3 separate regions of the Anser cygnoides genome follow, and all the other regions are linked to region 1. Evidence: chromatin contacts called from public Hi-C data. All regions are on one chromosome and are shown on one strand. The core of a region is the stretch at or near the end of the contact, and the rest is flanking DNA. Distances in the headings are between cores, read along the strand shown. Region 1 holds the start of HMOX1 (heme oxygenase 1). Region 2 holds the start of TXN2 (thioredoxin 2). Region 3 holds the start of RBFOX2 (RNA binding fox-1 homolog 2).

The links. A called contact is a pair of places that touch in the nucleus more often than the background predicts.
Region 2: a Hi-C map of liver shows a contact between it and region 1, with 2.4 times the contacts expected there. The contact joins the promoter of TXN2 here to the promoter of HMOX1 in region 1. A contact is called at or near these places in 2 of 7 Hi-C or Micro-C datasets (both in liver).
Region 3: a Hi-C map of liver shows a contact between it and region 1, with 3 times the contacts expected there. The contact joins the promoter of RBFOX2 here to the promoter of HMOX1 in region 1. A contact is called at or near these places in 3 of 7 Hi-C or Micro-C datasets (granulosa cells and liver).

Annotation. Positions count from the first base shown.
Region 1 is chr1:56,883,818-56,886,709 of Taihu_goose_T2T_genome, forward strand. It overlaps HMOX1 (heme oxygenase 1), which reads right to left and starts at 1,375. Exons shown (of 5, transcript XM_013181078.3): 1 at 1,217-1,375; 2 at 780-900. The coding sequence starts at 1,248.
Region 2 is chr1:56,485,738-56,488,629 of Taihu_goose_T2T_genome, forward strand. TXN2 (thioredoxin 2) reads left to right here and starts at 1,407. Exons shown (of 4, transcript XM_048048298.2): 1 at 1,407-1,529; 2 at 1,625-1,785; 3 at 2,859-2,892. The coding sequence starts at 1,625. FOXRED2 (FAD dependent oxidoreductase domain containing 2) reads left to right here. Exons shown (of 9, transcript XM_066996741.1): 9 at 107-1,240. The coding sequence ends at 357.
Region 3 is chr1:56,592,885-56,595,776 of Taihu_goose_T2T_genome, forward strand. It overlaps RBFOX2 (RNA binding fox-1 homolog 2), which reads left to right and starts at 1,531. Exons shown (of 15, transcript XM_066996780.1): 1 at 1,531-1,591; 2 at 1,594-1,748. The coding sequence starts at 1,546.

The DNA of each region.
Region 1 (2,892 bases), core at 125-2,624:
TAAGCCACAGGTCGGATTACTGGCTGTTATTTGCAAACCCATGCGTCAGTTCCTCTGGCCTGCCGGGAATTTCTAGCCCAGGTGTTTGCCTCGGTTTGGCTCATGGCTTTGTTATGTAGCTCAGATCCCAGGCATCCCCTATAGCCAGGTTAGACACAGACTAGTAGCTGCAAATAACTCTTAATATTTCAAGAAAAGCAACAGGCTCCTACCTGCTAGCAGCAGATACAGCTTGCTCAAGTTCAGTGCCTTTGAGCAATTTGTTCCTGATCTCAGCCTGCTATAACCCAAGTGACAACTAAACCACTGCAAGGTTTGGGGCCCGACTTGATCTCACAGCCTCACTTTATCGCTAGCCCACCATTATTTCTAGCTGTAACTGCTCAGGGTGCTCTAAATTTAGCGCGCTCCATTCTTGACGCTTAAGCCACTCGCATATCTGCACATTGTTACATCTCCATTAACCGCCTTTGCCACTAATTAACATGCAGGCATTTATGAAGACTCATAAAAGCAGTTAGATTAATCCCTTCAGTCTCACTGTCTTTTTTTCCTGCTTCAGCTCGGCTGCCCATCCCGAAAGGCACAGCCCTGCCTTGCATCCTGCAGGAGGGGCTGGTAGGATAGGAGGGTGCTGTGGCTTGTTTTGCACAGGAGATGCTGATGCTGCCCCCCTCCACCCTGCTTTAGTCCCCACGCATCCTGTCCCATCCAACAGCGTGCTTCCTGGTGAGGAAATCCCGTACCCGAGCTATGCTGCTCTGATGTTAATATCATACCTTAAACTCGTGGAGGGACACCTGCCCCTTCTGGAAGTTCTTCATGAAGGGTGTGTTCTCCGCCTGCTCGTGCACCTCCTTGGTGGCTTCCTTCAAGAGCTCCGACAGGTCCTGAGACATGCTGGGGAAAAGCAGCGGGACAGACATCAGAGTTGTGGCTCCCCTCCAGCAAAAACAGATCTCAGCTCTCTAGGAAAAGCGGGGAGCCTGGGGCGGCAGGAAAAGGAGCAGAGAGATCCCGAGAGCCAGGGACTGGGGTGCCAGCATCCCAGTCGCTGTCCGGAGCGGGGAATACTGACAGACTCCATCCAGAGGGGAGAGGAGGAGCAAGCTGCTCCCTGCAGAGCAGAAACAGGAACACCGTGCTTAAAAGCAGAAGGAGCAATGCACTACTCTTTCAGCTAAAACGTACCCTTTCTCCCTTGCCCCGCTCTCACCTTTCAGAGCTCTGTTTCTGGGAAGTTTCCATGTTTCTCCACGTCGTTTCCCTGCTGTTTGTTTTCTCCTGCTCGCGCTCCTCCTTCCCCTCTGCTCCCAGGACGGCGAGGCGTCTGAGCTGGGCAGCCCAGCTCCCGCATCCAGCTTTATACCGACGAGCCACGTGAGCAGCCGAACCGCTGACCTCAGTGTGAGCACAAACTTCTTGCAACACACTGCACTTCCCTTCCCAGCGTGGCTGTCGCCCTGCCTCGCCCCCCAGAAGGAGGCCAGCCTCGGAAGGCAGGAGGAAGTCACCCGATGCTTCGTGACAGCTCAGCGCAAACAAGAGGATGCCCGGCCACTTCTCCTTCCCCGGGGGGGGGCTCCTGGTGTTGGGGCGGCGGGGTTGGGCAAGGAGGGGTGGGTTTATGGGGGCAATGCCCGTGGCAGGGTGGGCAGCCGCCTCTCCCTACACCCATCTGTGTCCCAGCTGCGCCCTGCCTCTGGAGCTCACACTACATCTGTCCTAACCTGCTCTAGCAAGCCTCCGGTGCAAACGTTTCATTTCCCATGGCAGTGAGCATCTTCATAGCCTCTCACGTAACACAGAGCTTGCTGGCCACGGGATGAGGAGCTCTGCACAGTAGGACGCTGGGCTTTGCGCCAGTCCTGGGCACCCAGGGTGATGCAGGTGCTGTGGCACGTGCACCAGCTCGAGTCTGCAAGTGCCACAAGTACAGCTGCACAGCACCAGACCCTGCTGAATTCACCTTGTCTCCATGCACAGAGCCAGCACAGGTGTGCCTGCACCAACGCATGGAGAAATCCTTTCTGCTCTCCGGTATGATGGCAAAAATACCGTGTTTGTGTGGCAAGTGGCCCCTGCTGTTACCTCCTGAAACGCCCTGCACACGGTTGCGGTAACAGCAGGGGCCACTTGCCCACAGCAGCTCCATCTCCTCCACACCCAGATGGCTGGAAATAGCTGCTGTGTGTGGAGGACTGCAAAGATGTGGTGCGAGACTTGGGGTAAACTCTGAGGAAACGTGCAGAGATTTGCAAAGGCAAATAATTTCTGATTTAGCAAAGGAGAGTTGGTCAAGGCGCTGCTGCCAGTAGCTGGCTTCTCTGCTGTTTTGTCTGGTTCGGTGGTCGAGGAGGCAGCCAACAGATGAAGTGGGACCCTTCTTTTCCATCTGCAGCTCTGCTGGAAGCACAGCTAGCCGGGATGGAAGATGCATTGTCCAGCTGTGCTTTGGGAAAACACAAATTTTGTGTTCAAGCCAAAAGAGCGGGGCACTCAAAGCCAGCGCTGCAGCAGCGGGCACTGCCACCCAAGCCGTGCACCTCACGTGCTGCCTTGGCCCTACACTTACACCCCAGCTGCAGGGGGCTAGAAAACTGTCCCAGAGGAAACGTGCCCCACGCCTGGTTTGGGACCGGGGCAGACATCTGGTGAGCGGCGCAGGCTCAGGAAGGATTACTCAGCGCTTCCACCCTGACTCAGCCAGGCTTTTCCTGTAGGGCTCCCCTCGTTAAAGCAACAGAGCGTTCTAGCAAAAACTGGCAGCTCCTCTCCTGCTCCCAGGCCCTCTCACACGACTTGCTGCTGGCCTGCTTATTTTCCTATAAAATAAACGTATCGGGATGTCCGAAGCTTCGAAGCAAGTGTGACAAAGCCCCAGATGTCTGC
Region 2 (2,892 bases), core at 157-2,656, 400 kb before region 1:
TAAAAAGTGCTGGTGCTGCGTGCGTGTTCCCAAAAGCCTTTGGGAATTGTTCTCTACAGGGTGTCTCCGGTGAGTCTCATTTACTTTTTTGTGCTCTCCCTGGCAGAATCCTGTTTCCTCTTCGCCCTCACCCGCCAGAAGCTGCCTCCCTTCTGCCAGCAGGGCTACGCGAGGATGCAAGGACTGGCGGGGAGCGAGAGGCTCCGGCGCCACGCGGTAGCAGCCGGCCTGCTGGAGGATTTTGCTGCCGCGGACTTCTCAGGTGACAAACTCCCCGACGGGGACCAGCTGCTGAAGGACCACGTCGTACCCGTCCGCCCGCTGCAGCATCTCGTTAACGCCAAGGACGAACTCTAACGTTTCTCCCGCCGCGCGGAAACCCACGGGTGCTGCTGTGCCAGTACTGTAACAGAGATCCCCGGCAGGGCTCTCCCCTCTCCCCCGCGCCTCTTCCATCCCCATCCCTTCTTCTGCCGTTCACGACTTGCCAAAGACCTGCTCAGATCTTGCTGTTACAGAAAGGACCGACGTGCTCCCAAGGACAAGGCAGGGCCTGAAATCCGGCGGTGCTGAGGCGCCCGCTTTGTCCTTGCAGTGCTCAGAGTTGCCTGAAGGTGGTGTTTATAGCCTAGGCCAGCATCTGCAGCGACATCCAGGGGTCCAAAAGGGGAGATTTGAGGGACGTTTGGGTGACTTACATTGTCACCTCCCTCTTGTGAGGTGACTTGCTCGTGTCCCGTGGCAGCCTGGTGCGGGCGCGCTGCTCCCTGGGTGCTGCGAGTGCTTCGGGATCTGTTTGTGTACCGAATCCAGAAGTGGTTCTCTGGGCAAACTGCACGGTATTTTTGCTGCCTTTGATTTAGGGCGGTGCCGGAGGTGGGCACAGAGGGGTGGTGGGTTTTTAGTTAAGTCCGGCGGGGATAATTTCTCATTTCCAGGAGAGCACTACAAGAGACCCTTCGCCCTACGCGGCTGAGCAGCCTGCCTCCAGTCCTAGGGCAGAGAGACTCACACTGACTGTGGGCCTGCTGTCCAAACATTTCTTCTCTGTACCAAACACCCTAAAAAGCCCCCCCACACACCCCGTTTTATAAAGCATGTCCGCCACCCCTCCTCTTTGCACTGCATCCCGACAAGAAAGTTCCAGGTGCACTTTGGTGACAAAACGCTCGTCCTGTTTCTTTCTCTCCCCTCCGCTCACCCCAAAACCCCTCTCCCAAGGGCTGGCTGGGTGGTGGGCTGCGCTTTCCTGCCCCTTTGTTATCCCCACGCGTTCGTGTGCGTCCCCCGGGGGGGCTCCACGCGGGGCCGGTCCCCTAAATCCCAATGAATCGCGGGGGTGCGCGACAAAGCTCCCCCAGGGGGCACGAAAAAGGTCCCCGCGGAGCAGCCTGCTCCGCCCCAAGCCGGCGGCTGGGTGCGAGTGACAGCAGCGGCAGCCACTGAGCTCCCGCAAACGGGGCGGGGGGGGGCGGCTCCATCCGCAGAGACGGCCGGAAGCGGGTTTGGGCACCTGCGGGCAGGGCGAGGTGCGGGGCCGCGGCCGCGATAGGGAGCGGGGTCGCGATCGGGACGGGGATCGCGACCGCCCCCCCGCCCTGACGCCCCCCTCTTCTCCCCGCAGATGGCGCAGAGGTTGGCGCTCCGTCGGCTGCTGGCCGGCCCCGGCAGGGCCTTGGGCACCTCCGCGGCCCGCCCGAGCGCCTTCAACGTGCAGGACGGCGGCGACTTCCAGGAGCGGGTGGTCAACAGCGCCAAGCCCGTCGTGGTGGACTTCCACGCGCAGTAAGTGCCCGGCAGCGCCGAGCCCCGGGGCACGGCGAGGCTCCGGTAACGCCCTTCATCGCTTCTCGGGGCTAAGTGTCCCCCCAAAAAACACAGAGCGACGTTAACGCGCGTTTTGTACCTCCCCGCAGGCTCACGCTGTGTCTCTGCAGCTCTAGCACCGTGCGCTCTTGGGCCAGAGCTCTTGACAGCCTCACGGTAGCAGAAGCAATGTTTGTGATCGATAAAACTGTTGTTGTGCTCTTGCCAGTTAAAATATTCCTGGATGTTATCCGCTGGATTAACGATGCCGATTATACTGCTTTTTCAAGTGTTTTCACGGTCCTGTAGTGCTGCCATAGGAGTTGTGGCTGATTCTGGGCAAACAGGCTACAGAGCAGCCCCAAAACAGCTGCACTAAACAGACCAAACTGACGAACCACAACCAACATTAACTGGGGTCATCCAGGGAGAAAAAGACAAATAATGGAAAGCCTGAAACCCAACATGGAAGGAGGCACAAAACTTACGTTTTGCATGAGCTTATGTTTTACATGAAAAGGGCACTCAGAGCTTTAACTTGTGTTTTCCTTGGCCTGAGGGAGTTCACAGCTCCCTAACCAGCGTGTTTAGGTGCAGCACTGTTTTCCCTGTGTGGGGCCTTGCAAAATCTGCCGTGGCTGCCATGTTCTTGCGTTAAACGCCTGCTATGTCTGCAATTTTTGCAGCTAACTCTGCAGTAAGTACACAGGCAAGCCTGTGATAATTGGCACGAGCCAATAGGTGTGCAGGTGGCTGCCCCCATGCCTGACAGCAACGCTTGCACCACGGCGGCGTTGTGGCCATCTGGGTTACAGCTCAACACGTGAGCAGGGCAGGGACGAACGGCTGAGCAGCAGAAGGAGGACAGCCCGGGCTGGGGGAGCTGGTTAATGTTTATGCTCGGCGTTCAATGCCAGCAGCGTCCCGTAGCATAGAGGTTGGGCTGAAGACAAGAGAGGTAAAACGGTGGTAAAGGCACTGGCGTTCCAGCCTTCCGTGCCTGCTGCTGCTGCACTTGCCTCCCCTCGTGCCTGCTCTCTTTCTCTCCTTAGGTGGTGCGGTCCCTGCAAGATCCTAGGCCCCAGG
Region 3 (2,892 bases), core at 281-2,780, 290 kb before region 1:
AATCCCTTCACAGGGTGTCTTTCTGGGGAAAAAAAAAAAAGGCAAAACAAACCAAATCAGCTTTAATCTAAAACGACATGAATGTGTTCATATAGACGCTCTTCACGTCAGCTTCTGAGAGGTAACATTTCTTATAGTTGCCTCTCGCTGACCTGCCAAAGTCCAGGCACTGACAAGCGCTCTGCAAGCTCATGCGTAAAATCATGGTGAGTAGGAGCCGTAGGCAGGAGCGCTGTGCGGCAGAGAGAAAGGGTTAAGAGAAGAGTCAGCTGTCTGTTCAGTATGTCTCAGATGTCACATACAAATACCTAAGAGGCAGCTGGGTTGTGTGAAAGGAAACCAACAGATTAAGTTTGTAGTCCCAGCTCAAAAGCTTTTTTGTGACTTCAGGAATGCCTCATATCCCTTCTGTTAAATGGAGATAATACCTACCCCACGCGCATACTGTGAAGATTAATTCATTAATCTTTTTTTTTTAAGTGGAAATGGAAAGAGCCAGAGAAAACAATGAGATGAAGCATCATGGCAGTCATGTCAGAGAGCAAGCAAGGCGTGCAGCAGCTGCAGGCCTGTTTGGTTGTGGGGTCGTGGCAGCTGTCCTCGGCTCTTTGTGGGCACCCCATCCCAGGGCTGGGGGCTCTGTGCGGGGAACACCAGCCGAAAACAACTCGCCGAGGGACCCGCGTGCTCTGGGCGCCCACCGGGGCTGGCGGAGGTGGGAGCAGAGGACAGGGGGAAATGCCTTCCTCCAGCGGTCCTCGACGGGAGCATCGGGCATCACGGGGCGAGAGGAGCGCCCCTGGGTGGTGCCTCCGAGCCGTCTACTGCTGGCTTTGGTCCAGGCCGGCTCCCCAGAGAGATCAGCCGAAGTTTCTGGGGGTCCCTGGGGGGTCCCCTGCAACCTCCGCCCCCCACGAGGATGAGGATGGGAATGCCTTTCCCGGAACGAGCGGCACGAGTAAGACATTCCCCTGCCACTGGAGGAGACGAGCCTCTGTTTTCTGTCACCCCGTGACAGGAACGCCCCACTTTAAGCGCCTTTTAATGACAAACACCACACTTCAAGCCGCCGCCCGCCCCCTCCCCGCGCCGCGCCCGCAGCCGGCCCCCGGCGGCCATTTTCGCGGCCTCGCTCCCGGCCGCCCCGCTCCCCGCGGCGGCCCCGCCCCCTTCCTATAGTTCGTATAGCCACGCCCCCTTCCCCCACGGCCCCGCCCCTCTCGCCCCGCCCGCCTCCGCCTCCTCCGAAGGTTGCCGAGCGGGGGTCGCGCGGCTTCGGCTCCCCGGGCGGGCGCTTCCGGAGATTGCCGAGGGGCTTCGGCCCCTCCCCGTGCCCGAGCCGCTCCGGTGGCTCCGAGCCCGCCGCGCCCGCGCCGCCTCCGGGGCCGCGGCGCCCCCCCCCCCCCCCTCCCCGTCCCCTTCCCCGATCCTCCTCCTCCTCCTCCTCCTCCTCGTCGTCGTCGTCGTCGTCCTCCGGCGGGGCCGGGCGCCGTGCTGACAGCGGGGCCACCGCGGCGGGGGGCGGCCGGGGCTCCGGCGGCGCGGATGGCGGAGGGCGGCCAGCCCCCGCAGCAGCAGCAGCAGCAGCAGCAGCGCAGCTCCTGGCCGCCGGCGGTAACGGCGGGGCCGCCCGCGGCGTGAAGCGGGAGCCGGAGCCGGAGCAGCCCATGCCCGGCGGGGACGGCGCCGAGGGCGGCCACAGCAAGAGGCTGCGGACCGAGGCGGAGGCCGAGGGCGGCGGCATGCAGGTAGCCGGGGGTACGGGGGGAGAATCGGGCCGGGCAGCGGAGACTCAGCCCCCCCCCCCCCCCCCGGGCACCCCCTCGTGGGTGTCCCCTTTGTCCGCTTCTGGGGTGCTTCGCCCGCAGGGACGCGGCGCGGTTCGCCCATCCCGGCTCCTTGCACCCCTCTGGGTCAGGTCGAGGCCAGGTGCCCCCCAAAGGACCTCCCGCTGGAGGTGCCAGCAGGGTGGGTGTCCCCGTGGCATCGCCGCGTCCCGCCTTGGCCTCGCACCCCGCGTGGGGCTCGCCCGGCTCCGACGTCCCTGGAGCCACGGCTTCTCCGACACCCCGCTTCCCAGAAGGAGCCCAGGGAGCACCCACACCTTGTGCAGCTGGGAATTACGATGGGCGCGAGCACGGTGGTGTGAGGTCTGCCCAGCTCTGGGGGCACGCATCCCGCAGGAGATGCGCCCATTGACCTGCGGAGATGCACCCATTTATTGCAACTGGTGCTAAAACCTCTGGTATCGACACAGGCCGGTTCATCTGCTGGAGATCCCTACAAAGGGACTTCAACTGGTCTTAAAATTATTATTTTTTTTTTCCACAAAAGCTGGCACAATTTCTATACCCAGCAAAGGCTCTGCTCAGTACTGAAACGAAGGAAAGCGTTTTGCTCTCTGCTCAGCGAATGCTACGCGGTAGTAAGATCGCAGCGTTCAGACGTGGGACTCCCACAGCAGGCACACGCAGCAGTGTGCAGCCCTGTTAGCAGTAGCAGGGGTTAATTGTGGCTCCGAGCAGAACATCAGGCTGGGTTTCCATGTCAAACGCTGGCAAACAGCAGAGAAATTATGCAGAGAAACGCAATGAATAAAGTCCAGGTTTAAAATGAAACGTCTATGGTCAATATAACCGGTCTTCAGACCAGGATCCCCATACTGTAGTTACTTGATGTTCTTGGTGTAATTGGTGTAATTGTCATCTTTCTGTATGTATGCACATGAAAAGATTCTTCAGTCTTTTGAACATAAAGGATGAACATCTGATCTGTATGTGTACATAGGCAATGGAGCACCCATGCGCTCTATTTTGGCCAGAAGTTTCACTTGACGTTTTTTAGGGCTAAGGAGAGTGGTGGTTTGTTTGGAGAATCTCGTCCTGGTTGTAA